Regions from separate parts of the Mus musculus genome. Here regions 1 and 3 are each linked to region 2. The links are chromatin contacts, called in public promoter capture Hi-C maps. All regions are on one chromosome and are shown on one strand. The core of a region is the stretch at or near the end of the contact, and the rest is flanking DNA. Distances in the headings are between cores, read along the strand shown.

What was found. Promoter capture Hi-C pulls out the DNA fragments that hold promoters and counts their contacts.
Region 1: a promoter capture Hi-C map of hippocampal neurons shows a contact between it and region 2, with 3 times the contacts expected there. The contact joins the promoter of Cfap73 here to the promoter of Rpl6 in region 2. A contact is called at or near these places in 2 of 39 promoter capture datasets (the 3T3-L1 cell line and hippocampal neurons), 1 of 484 Hi-C or Micro-C datasets (embryonic stem cells) and 1 of 115 datasets of contacts at active chromatin or transcription factors (double positive thymocytes).
Region 3: a contact with region 2 is called in a promoter capture Hi-C map of neural stem cells. The contact joins the promoter of Rita1 here to the promoter of Rpl6 in region 2. A contact is called at or near these places in 5 of 39 promoter capture datasets (the 3T3-L1 cell line, cranial neural crest, frontonasal cranial neural crest and 2 more), 3 of 484 Hi-C or Micro-C datasets (embryonic stem cells, muscle stem cells and myocytes) and 5 of 115 datasets of contacts at active chromatin or transcription factors (double positive thymocytes, embryonic stem cells and pancreatic cancer cells).

What each region holds. Positions count from the first base shown.
Region 1 is chr5:120,632,661-120,636,055 of GRCm38.p6, reverse strand. It overlaps Cfap73 (cilia and flagella associated protein 73), which reads left to right and starts at 1,821. Exons shown (of 7, transcript NM_001195094.1): 1 at 1,821-1,876. The coding sequence starts at 1,821.
Region 2 is chr5:121,202,970-121,206,596 of GRCm38.p6, reverse strand. Rpl6 (ribosomal protein L6) reads right to left here and starts at 2,096. Exons shown (of 7, transcript NM_011290.5): 1 at 2,045-2,096; 2 at 934-1,191; 3 at 742-843. The coding sequence starts at 1,191. It overlaps LOC115490270 (a small nucleolar RNA gene), which reads right to left and starts at 1,587; the gene lies at 1,454-1,587.
Region 3 is chr5:120,610,809-120,614,073 of GRCm38.p6, reverse strand. It overlaps Rita1 (RBPJ interacting and tubulin associated 1), which reads left to right and starts at 1,485. Exons shown (of 3, transcript NM_029096.3): 1 at 1,485-1,800; 2 at 2,345-2,696. The coding sequence starts at 2,428. It overlaps Ddx54 (DEAD box helicase 54), which reads right to left and starts at 944. Exons shown (of 20, transcript NM_028041.2): 1 at 768-944. The coding sequence starts at 938.

The DNA of each region.
Region 1 (3,395 bases), core at 572-3,071, 570 kb after region 2:
GACCAAAAGCAACTTGGGGAGGAAGGGGTTTATTTTGCTCACACTTCCGTAGAACTGTTTATCACCAATGGCAATTGGCAGGAACTCAGACAGGGCAGGAATCTGGAGGAGGCAGGAGCTGATGCAGAGGCCATGGAGGGATGCTGCTCACTGGCTTGCTCCCCATGGCTTGCTAAGCCTGCTTTCTTACAGAACTCAGGAGCACCAGCCCAGGGATGGTCCCACCCACAGTGGGCGGGGCCCTCTCCCATCTATCACTAATGAAAAGAATGACTGACAGGCTTGTCTACAGCTGGTAGACATTTTTTGGTACATCTTTTGGAGGCATTTTCTCAGTTGAGGTTCTCTCCTCTCTGACGACATTAGCGTGTGTGAAGCTGGCATAAAGCTATCCGGCATGCCTGTAAATCACAGCATTTGTGAGATGGAGACAGGAGGCTTACTCCCCAGGTCCCATGAGGTTAAGAGAGAAACCAGTCTCACAGGTTTTACACACACACACACACACACACACACACACTAAATAAATGTAATAAATTTGTTGTTGTTGTTTCCAAGATAGAGCTTTTTTTGTGTGTAGCCCTAGCTGTCCTGGAACTCATAAAGATTTGCCAGCCTCTGTCTCCCAAGTTCTGGAATTAAAGGTGTGAGCCACTGTGTCCAGCAATTAAAAAAAAAATTAAAGGTAAACAAAAAGAAATATATTCGTTTGAAAGGGGAAATGACAGGAAACAAATGCGGGAGAACCACGGTGAGTTAGAGGCCAGCCTGTGTCGTGGAGGTGAAAGAAGGGGAGGGGAGGAGGGAGGGATTGGAACAGTTTGAAGCAGATGACCAAGGACTGCTTGCTGCTTCCGGTTGGCTATACGGTGGCCATTTGTTGCTAAGTCCTTTCCCCTAGTACCAGTGCCTTGGGTTAAATGCTGTACTATACAACAGAGGGCATCCTGTCTGACCCACAGTAATTACTCTAACTGGGACAGCCTCTCCCTCCTCCACCGGTCAAATGCAAATCACCCGCCCTCCCCAGGGTACTTCTTCAGAGCAGTGCTTTTTCCAAACCAGGCTGAGGCTCCATGAGACATAACCCCATCACTGGCATGGGTACCTCCGCATCACCTACATGGGTAGCCCCATCATCTGCATGGGCCAGGAGCTCAAAGGAATAGAGCCCTTCCTCAGCAGTCATCCTCAGAATGACTGACAGTAGTACATAGGGCTGGGCAAACAGTAGGCACTCAATAATTACCCTTTGGGGGGGCACAGTATACATACACACACATATATACACAGATGCACACATGTCCACATGCAGTAAATAAATGGAATAAATGTGTTGCTGCTGTTTCCAAGATAGGGCTTTTTTGGTGTAGCCCCAGCTGTCCTGGAACTCATAGAGATTCGCCAGCTTCAGTCTCCCAGTGACAGGAGAGAGCTGTAGCCCTGAGACCCGATCCAGCTCCTCCTAATCTCCCGTGTGGATGAAGGAGCCAACTGTTGCATGATGATGCCAAACTGTACCCAGCTGAGAAGAGGCATGGCTAGACCCAGCTTTCCTTCCCCCTGCCCCCGGGAAAGAAAATATTGACCCCAGGACCCACGTCCTGTCCACAGCCTCCAAATTTAGATTAGAGGATAGCTTCCCTTTCTGGCTGCTGTCTGTCCCTGTCAGGAGTGTGTCCTAAGCTGCTGCCTGGCAACAGAATGTGTACTGTTGGCTGCCCAGGCAACCACGGCTTGCTCGGCCTTGGGCTTCTGGGAGTTCCAGACAGGACAGTCCCTCGGCTTGTGCTAAGGTGGCTGGAGACACCTGTGCAACAATGGCAGTGACCTGGGAGGAGTATTTCCGCCTGGTCTTCAGCGAGAAAGTGCAACCGTGAGTGGTCCAAGAGAGGGTGAATGGGGAAGATGGAGGGAGAGCGAGCAGAGAGGCCATCCCTTCTTCTAGGGTCCCTGCAGCCCCGTTCCTTTGGGCAGTTTGGGTGCAAGAACCCTAAGAGAATGCGTAACTCAGATAGGTCTCCCCTCCAAGGTCTCTGTGAGCAGGTTAGAGCCCAGCCTCTAAGCTTCCGTGATGACTAGCATGCTCCTGCCTCCAGCCTTGGCCAGTATCTCAGAGATGAACTCCTTGAACCAGAGTGGGAAGGAATATTTTCCTGTGAGCTGCTGGCCAGCAGAGAAGCTGCATTTTAAGGATGTCAGCTCTGTGGTGTATTGCCTGCAGACCCTGAGACCTGTATCTGTCAAGTTGGGGCAGGGGTGGGGGCGGGGGCGCGTTGACTGTTCTGATGAGGGGCTGGGTGAGCCTTGTTGAATGAGATGTCAGACTCTCTTTGACTCCCTCCCATCTCACCAACCCCCGGGAGAGCTGGGCTCCCACAGCCAGTCTCTCTTGGAGCACTCCCCACGAAGAAACGCTCCCAGTTTGGGTGGTCATCCTACAGACATCCCTCAGAGGGACATCCTTGCAGCTGCTGAGGTCCCTGTCACCCCTCTCTTATCCTACCCTGTTCTGTTGGCTGACGGCTGTACCAAGTGGGTCCATTCTTACCTCCCCATTATATCTACCTGGATGAGAATGACATCCTTGCCGGAGCATCCTAAGCCCCCCATCATGAGCACTCACTGTCCCCAAGCTCAAAACTTGCCCATGTTTCTCATCTCTGGCCAGGGTCACGGCCAGCGTTTTGGGTTATGACCAATGTTTTCTTTCCCCGTGGCCTGCCACAGTCTGTCTTTCAACCAGACAGACTTTCTGACTCCATGTTGAAAATAGTCCTCTAGTCTACTGACTTTTTTAAGGTTTATTTATTTTATTTATATGAGTACACTGTCACTGTCTTCAGATGCACACCAGAAGAGGACTTTGGATCCCATTACAGATGATTGTGAGCCACCATGTGATTGCTGGGATTTGAACTCAGGACCTGTGGAAGAGCAGTCAGTGCTCTTACCTGCTGAGCCATCTCTCCAGTCCTGTCATATTGACTCTTATATCCCAGGGTTCACTGTGACCGGGTAGTGCTTGCTATTAGTGTCCATCTTAGCTGTCTGTGGTCCTCAGGGGAGTACAGCTCCCAGGAACACGGGCTTCTGTCTGTCTGTCTGTCTTGATGGTCACACCCTCTGTGACAAGGACATTGCCTGGACAGAACAGGAACACAGCAAACTTGTGAACAAATTAAAAATCCAGAGTGCCAGCCCCATGCTTGTCATCCTAACACTCAAGAGGTAGAGGCTTCAAGACCAAGAATTCAAGGCCAGCCTGGCCTACATGAGACCATTTAAAACAAAAGCAAACTGACTCTGTAGGTTGTGAGTGAGGCCATCTCAGTCACACACACACACACCCTCCCCAGGGAGTCTGCCCCCTCTTCTTGTTAACTCCTCCCCTT
Region 2 (3,627 bases), core at 847-3,346:
CAGCCTTGAAAACCCCAAGAGTCAAGCCCCACTGACAACACAGAAAGGAACCTCTGGCACACTGGAGACAGACACTCTAACCTTTTTAAAAAGTGTTTGGCTTGTTTTGCTTTTCTGAGACAGGGTTTCTCTGTAGCCCTGGGTGGCTTAGAACATTGAGATCAGCCTGCCTTTGCCCCTCGAGGGCTGGGATTAAAGGAATGCGGTTTGCATGTGTCCCTGGGTATGCCCATGAGTACATGTGCCACTGAGTTATCCTTGGGAGTGGGAGTTCCAGGTGGCTGGGAAGAGCCTGTAGCAGAGGCTGGGAACAGCACTGTCCCCTTACCCCGAGGCATCTCTCCACTCATTCCCAAGCTTTCCTTGGGGCTTGGAACTCTAACACACTTCTTAGGAGTTAAGGTCACAGCCAAATATGGGGAAGGTGGCTCAGAAGGGAGTTTCAGATCAGACCAGGCTACCCGAGGCAAAGGTACAAAGCGCATCATACCTCTTCTACCTTGGCAGAAGGCACACACCCACTTTCTTCAAGAGGGAAAACTAGACATCAATACCACAAGTTTGATAAATACCCACCTTCCACTTGCCAGCAATGGAGTAGCCAGAACCCCAGTGTGCTGGTCCCACTATGAGCTACACCCCCAGCCTGAGAGCTTATCCCAACTAGACTTGACTGACATAGCCTCTTTCAGACAAGCCTCAACCCTAACCCCAAGGAAAGCAACCCAAACTAGATCTCACCATTTTTCGAAGCTTCACCACCCGGGTGCCACCGTTCTTGTCCCCACCAACTGTTTTGGTGACAGTAGCAAGGACCTTCTCTTTTTTCTTCTTCTTCTCAACCTACAAAGACAAACCCATCAATCCAGGATCCTGCCAGACCTCAAACGCAGGAATAAGGCATCATAGTGGGCCATCCGTTCCCTCTCCTACCTTGGTCTTGGCAGCCGAGTATTTCCTTTTGTACAAGGCCTTCCTGGAGTACATAGCAGATCGGGAGTACCTGCCAATTCCTCTCACCAGGACAGGGTTTCGGCTGCAATGGGGCTTCGCCTTCTTGGGCTTTTTACCCTTAGGGTGAACCTTTTTGGCTACTTTGGCGGCCCGGGGCCGGGAGGCAGCAGCATCACTGCCAGCCTTCTTGGCCGCAGGTTTCTTCTCCTTTGTATCAGGCGCTTTTTCACCCGCCATCTAGGGATATAAACAATAAAGGCATTTCATCAACCATTTGTCAACAAGCTAGTATGAAAACCATCCTCTGATGCTTGCAATGCCTCTTCCTTCCAAACACAGGGTTAAGTATCTAGCACTATTAGTTTTTTTGTTTTTTTTTTTTTGCTAAAAAACTTTTTTGTGGTTCCTTATCTTATTCTTCCATTTTTGTGAATCAGAAAACCAAAGACAATCTTTGCTAGTGTCTACACAGGCAAGGAAGCCCAGAATCTCGAGGCTCTTCTGTGCGACCCACTTCAGTGCCAGCAGCCTACAGGCAGAGGCCAGGCAATGGTTCGGGGCCACGGGTTGCTCTAGCACGGGACACTATGACAGACCCAGGGGAACGGGCCTGCCATAAATCCAAACCCATGCACCAGCACGGAACACCCGAGACCTCCCCCTCTGGTGTCGCCCTAGGTCCCGAAGCCACCACGATGGCCCCAGCTCCGCAAAGTAGCCGACAGCGGTGCTCTCCGGTCGTCTTCCGGGGACGCGGTTCCCCACCTTCAGTCGCGAAGCCCAACGTGGCCAAGACAGGCTCAACAGAAGGTTCTGGAACCCCCACTGCAGGGTCGCAAGTCGCAACACAGGCCCTCCAACCCTCCCCAGGTTACGGCAGCCGGCAGGGCCCAGCGACCATCTCGGGCGCTACGCTCGTTCTTAGCCCCCCGCCAACCCACGCTGACAGAAATGAAGCTCCCGAGAGATCTGGCGAATGATCCCGACCATAGGCGGCCCTGGGTAGTGATCCCCGGATGTCCCCCAATTTCGGATGGACGAGGATTGGGGTCCCGAAAGCCGCTGCCACACAGACGCCCGCCATTCCTACCTTGCAAGACGGGAAAGAGAACTAAGGCAGCGGCTTCCGGTCTATAAGCAATGACGGGAGGTGACCAAGATCACTTCCTTCCTGTATGGGGCATCATGGGAAATGTAGTTTTTCTTTACTCCGTGGCAATGCACCTAGGGAACGTCCCCCCAGGCCCCACCCCCACCCTAATAGGTAAGGGCAGCTGAGATGGCTGAGCAAGTAAAAGCGCTTTCTCCTAAAATGATGAACAGACTTTGAGCCTTGCGACTCATGTGGTGGAAGAAAGGACTTTACAGAGTTTTCTTCTTCTCCTCCTCCTCCTTCTTCTTCTTTTTTTTTTTTTTTTGGTTTTTCGAGACAGGGTTTCTCTGTGTAGCCCTGCCTGTCCTGGAACTCATGCTGTAGACCAGGCTGGCCTCGAACTCAGAAATCCACCTGCCTTTGCCGCCCAAGTGTTGGGATTAAAGGCGTGTTGCACCACGCCTGGCCAGAGTTATCTTCTAAAAACTAAAGGTTAGGGTTGGAGTGATGGCCCAGTGGTTAAGAGAACTGGCTGCTCTTCCAGAGTTTTTTGAGTTCAATTTCCAGCAACCACATGATGGCTCATAACCATCTGTAATGGGATCCCATACCCTCTTCTGGTGTGTCTGAAGACAGCTACAGTGTAGTGTACTCATATACATAAGATAAATAAATCTTGCCAGGGCTATGCAGAGAAACCCTGTTTTGAAAACCAAATACATAAATAATAAATAAATAAATAAATCTTTAAAAAAAAAAAGTCTGACAGTGGTGGCACACCCCTTCAATCCCAGCACTAGGAAGGCAGAGGCTGGTAGATCTCTGTGAGTTTGAGGCCAGCCTGAACTACAAAGCTAGTTCTAGGAGAGCCAAGGCTATGCAAGCAAACCCTGCCCCCAAAACAAAATAAACAAATTAAATAGGAAAAAATAAATAAGATTTAAAATAAAACTTTTTTGTTCATTACATTTTTAAATAAGCTACTATCCTTTGAAAAATGACACTGTATACCTGACAGTGCCTTACTTTTTATTACATTTTATTTTATGTGTATGCTTATGTGAGCATGTGGGAGTGGGGAGTGGATGCATGCCCCAGCATACAGATGGAAGTCAGTGGACAACTTGGGGACGCCGGCTCTCTCTACCACATGAGGCCTAGAGATCAGTCATCTTAAGAGGACTTAGGTCATCACAGGCCCCGCATATAACAATTATCCTCTACCTCATAGTGCTTAGAACGACGTATACACATGATTTCTATTGTCTTCTACTTGTCTGTTGCCTGTTGCTAGTGGTAGGAGCTTTTCTCTTGACTTTCTTTTTTTTTTTTTTATCTTCTTTTTTTTTTTCTTTTTTTTTTTTTTCCATTTTTTATTAGGTATTTCGCTCATTTACATTTGCAATGCTATACCAAAAGTCCCCCATAGCCACCCACCCTCTCTTGACTTTCTATATGTGTGTGTGTGTGTGTGGGTGTGTGTGCTGTGTGGGTGGAGGTCTGAGGACAACTTACAACCACTTTTGTTGTCCCACAGTGTGGGTCCCATGAATGGAACTCAGAACTTTGTAGCAAGCACC
Region 3 (3,265 bases), core at 236-2,735, 590 kb after region 2:
TGGGAGCTAAGATTACAGGTGTGTGCCACAATACCTGCTTTTACCTGGTGATGGCCTTCAAACCCAGGGCTCTGCACACGCCAGGCAAGCGCTCTATCAACAAAGCTACATTCAGAGCCCACAGGCTGGGTTTTGACTTGTAAAGTTTATTACGTCTTACTACAGCCAGCCTGTGCCGGACTGGGCCTCAGCAAAACCCTTGGTCTGAACCACGGGAGCAGCCTTCTTGTATTTGCCAATGAACACCAGCGTTCTCATTGCCTCTAGCTGTCTCTGCACATTTACTGACCACTTAACGAGTGCAGCTCATTGACTGAGCTGGGAAGGAGAAATGGAGAACCAGATATACCCGCTATGCACAAGACGATGGGCGTCATGAACGATAGGCTTTTGTGCCCCACTTGGTGATCACACCTATCCCCCAAGATGAATACAACTGGAACCGGACCATCCCCAGTTCCAATCCTGCTGTCCTCCCTGACATTGCTGGTGAGCCTGGCATAGCTAGAGCACGACATAAGTCCGTAAATACTAGTTTAGTTTAAAACCGGCTTCTCAGAAGAGTGGTCCGGCCTTCCCTTTAATTTTCTCATCTAAGACCGCCCCAAACTCAGGCGGACCTTCCGCACTTGCACTTTCTATTGGCTGCGTAAACTCGAGCCCGTCCCCCACGCGAAGGGACCCAATGAGGGACCGCGATTAGTGAGACGGACAAGCGGAAGGGCGCAGGCCGAGAGCCCGAACAGGGAGCCCCCTCGCGCTCTTACCTTCCTCGCCCGGGCGTCATCCTCCGCCTGGATCTCGAACTCGCCGTCATCCGAGTCGCTGTCGCGGCCTTGGGAAGCCCCAGTTCGGCGTTTCCGCAGCCTCTTCTTCTTCCACGGCGCCATGGTGGGACGCGACGGCGGGCCAGGTCCCACACGTCTGCCAGCAGCCATGCGGGCCGGGCTCTTAGACCCGGAAGAGGGCGGGGCCTAAGGGACGCGTCGACTGCGCGGGGGCGGAGCCTGTGAGACGCAAGAGCGGCGTCGAGAATCCAGGTTTCACCCGTAGGGCGGGGCCGGGCCTGAGGAAACCAACCAACTTCGCAGGGGCGGAGCGTCAACATGGCTTTATCAATGGGCGAAGCCAGAAGGAGGAACCAACAGAACGGGGGCGGGGCCTAAGTGGTGTACCAGCCGGGCAGAGGCGAGGCCTGAGGGACATACCAACTGGTGGGGGCGGAATGTGTCAACTGAACCGTGATAGATGCTTAAGGGACCTACTAACTGCGCGAATGCCAAGCTGTGAGAGATGTGGTAACTGTAAAGAGAGCAGGACCTGAGGGACATAACAACTGAACGTGTGGACAAACTCGAGGAATGTACCAACCACGCAAGGTTGACCCTACCAAGGGGCGGGGCCTAATGGATGTACAGATGAGGCTGGGGGTGTGGCCTGTGGAACGTACCATCAGCGCGAGGGCGGGGTATAGGGACGTACCAGTGCGCAGGGGTGGGGCGTCGCACCGGTTGCCCAGCAAGGGATGCGGGTGGGCGCGTGTCGCTGTGGCGCCCTTGCTGATTCTGTGCTATGAGGCTTTAAATGTGGCGGAGACAGAGCTTTCTGGCCGGAGGCTCCAGGAGAAAAAGCACCAGGCATGGAGATCCCGTGACGCCTGCGCTTTCAGCTCTGTAAGCTGGCCGGTGCGTTGCTACTCTGCTGTTGGGAGCCTGAGCTGGACTCGGGGAAAATGCATTTCGTATGAGACTGGTTGGCGAGGACTGGAACGCACCACGTTTGCAAAGCGCTTTGCACAAGGTAGGAATGGGGGGCGACAGTAGCTTGGGAGCCCCTTTCCCTCTTCCACCCTAATTAGTTTGTCTGGTTGGTGCCATTCCCCTGCACGCCCGCAGTCGTACTATATTTGTTGAGCATACACTGTAGGGTGTAATTGTGTATTTACTTATTCATTAAATATTTGCTGACGGCATTTTCTCCCGTCTTCACAACTAAAAAGACAGTGCCTGCTTTAGCCTGACCCATGCACCTCAGACGCCAGGCGATCGTGCAGTTCTCCGTGGGAAGTAGAAGCGGGAGGATCCGGAGTTAAAGGTCATTCTTGGCTATATAATAAAGTTTAATATAGTGAGTTTCAGGCCACCTTGGACTACTGAAATTGGGTGTCGGGGACGGGCAAGAAAGTGAAGCACTTCCAAGGTGTCCACTGAACAACAGTAGTCCTTTGAGAAAAACCAGTCGCTTTCCCTCAGCAAGAAAAAGCCCTTTTTGCCCTTGGGCTTGTTATTCCAAGCTGCTGCTCTTACTTGGAAAAGCTGATTGCTCATTCCGACCCCTATTACAGGGAGCCCTGGAGGCTGAGTCTGTCAGGCACACCACACCCACTGGGCAACGTGAAGACCCCGGTGGCACCGGCCCAGCAGCGGAATGAAAGCCCTCCACCTTCAGCACCGCAGTCCCACCAGCTACAGGGTCAAGGCCAGGGCATCCTATGTGGATGAGACCCTGTTTGGCAGCCCAGCAAGAACCAGACCTGCCCAACCAGACTTTGACCCACCCTGGGTGCAGAATTGTAACCGATCCAGAGGAGTGGGCCCAGGACCACCGAAGGGCTCTCTGGCCAAGAGAGACTGTGAGTCCCCCTCTTCCAGGGGCAGCACCCCAAACCTCACACCAAGGAAGAAAAACAAATACAGGTAAGGTGGGGGGTGCACTCCTGTTTTAAGGGTGGCTGTCTTGGTCCCTTTCCTGGTTGCCGTGATAAAATACTCTTGGCAGAAGGAACTTGGGCAAGAAAGGGTTTGAGTTGCTCTCCTTGGTTATAAGAAGTCACAGCAGTGTGGGGTGGAGATGGTTGGTCACATTGCATGCTCAGCACACTCTCTTGCTTTTATTCAGTCCCAGGGTATCTGACCCCCATCCCCCGCTTCTGACACCCCAGGCATGTGCAGGTAAAACACTAGTACTAAGGGGAAGGTCTATCGTAGGTATGGCAGCGGGCCAGCCTGACATAGCTGATTGCTCTCTGCCACTCTCCTTCCTGATGATCCCAGATCTTGCCAAGTTGGCAATTGAAACTGACCACCAGAGTAGCCGTCAGGTCTCCTGGAACAGCTTGTTAGGGACCTGTTGTGTGGCCATGGCCAAGCGCCTTGGTTCTTTTTTTTTTTTTTTTTTTTTTTAGATTTATTTTATGTATATGAGTACACTGTAGCTGTACAGATGGTTGTGAGCCTTCATGTGGTTGTTGGGAATTGAATTTAGG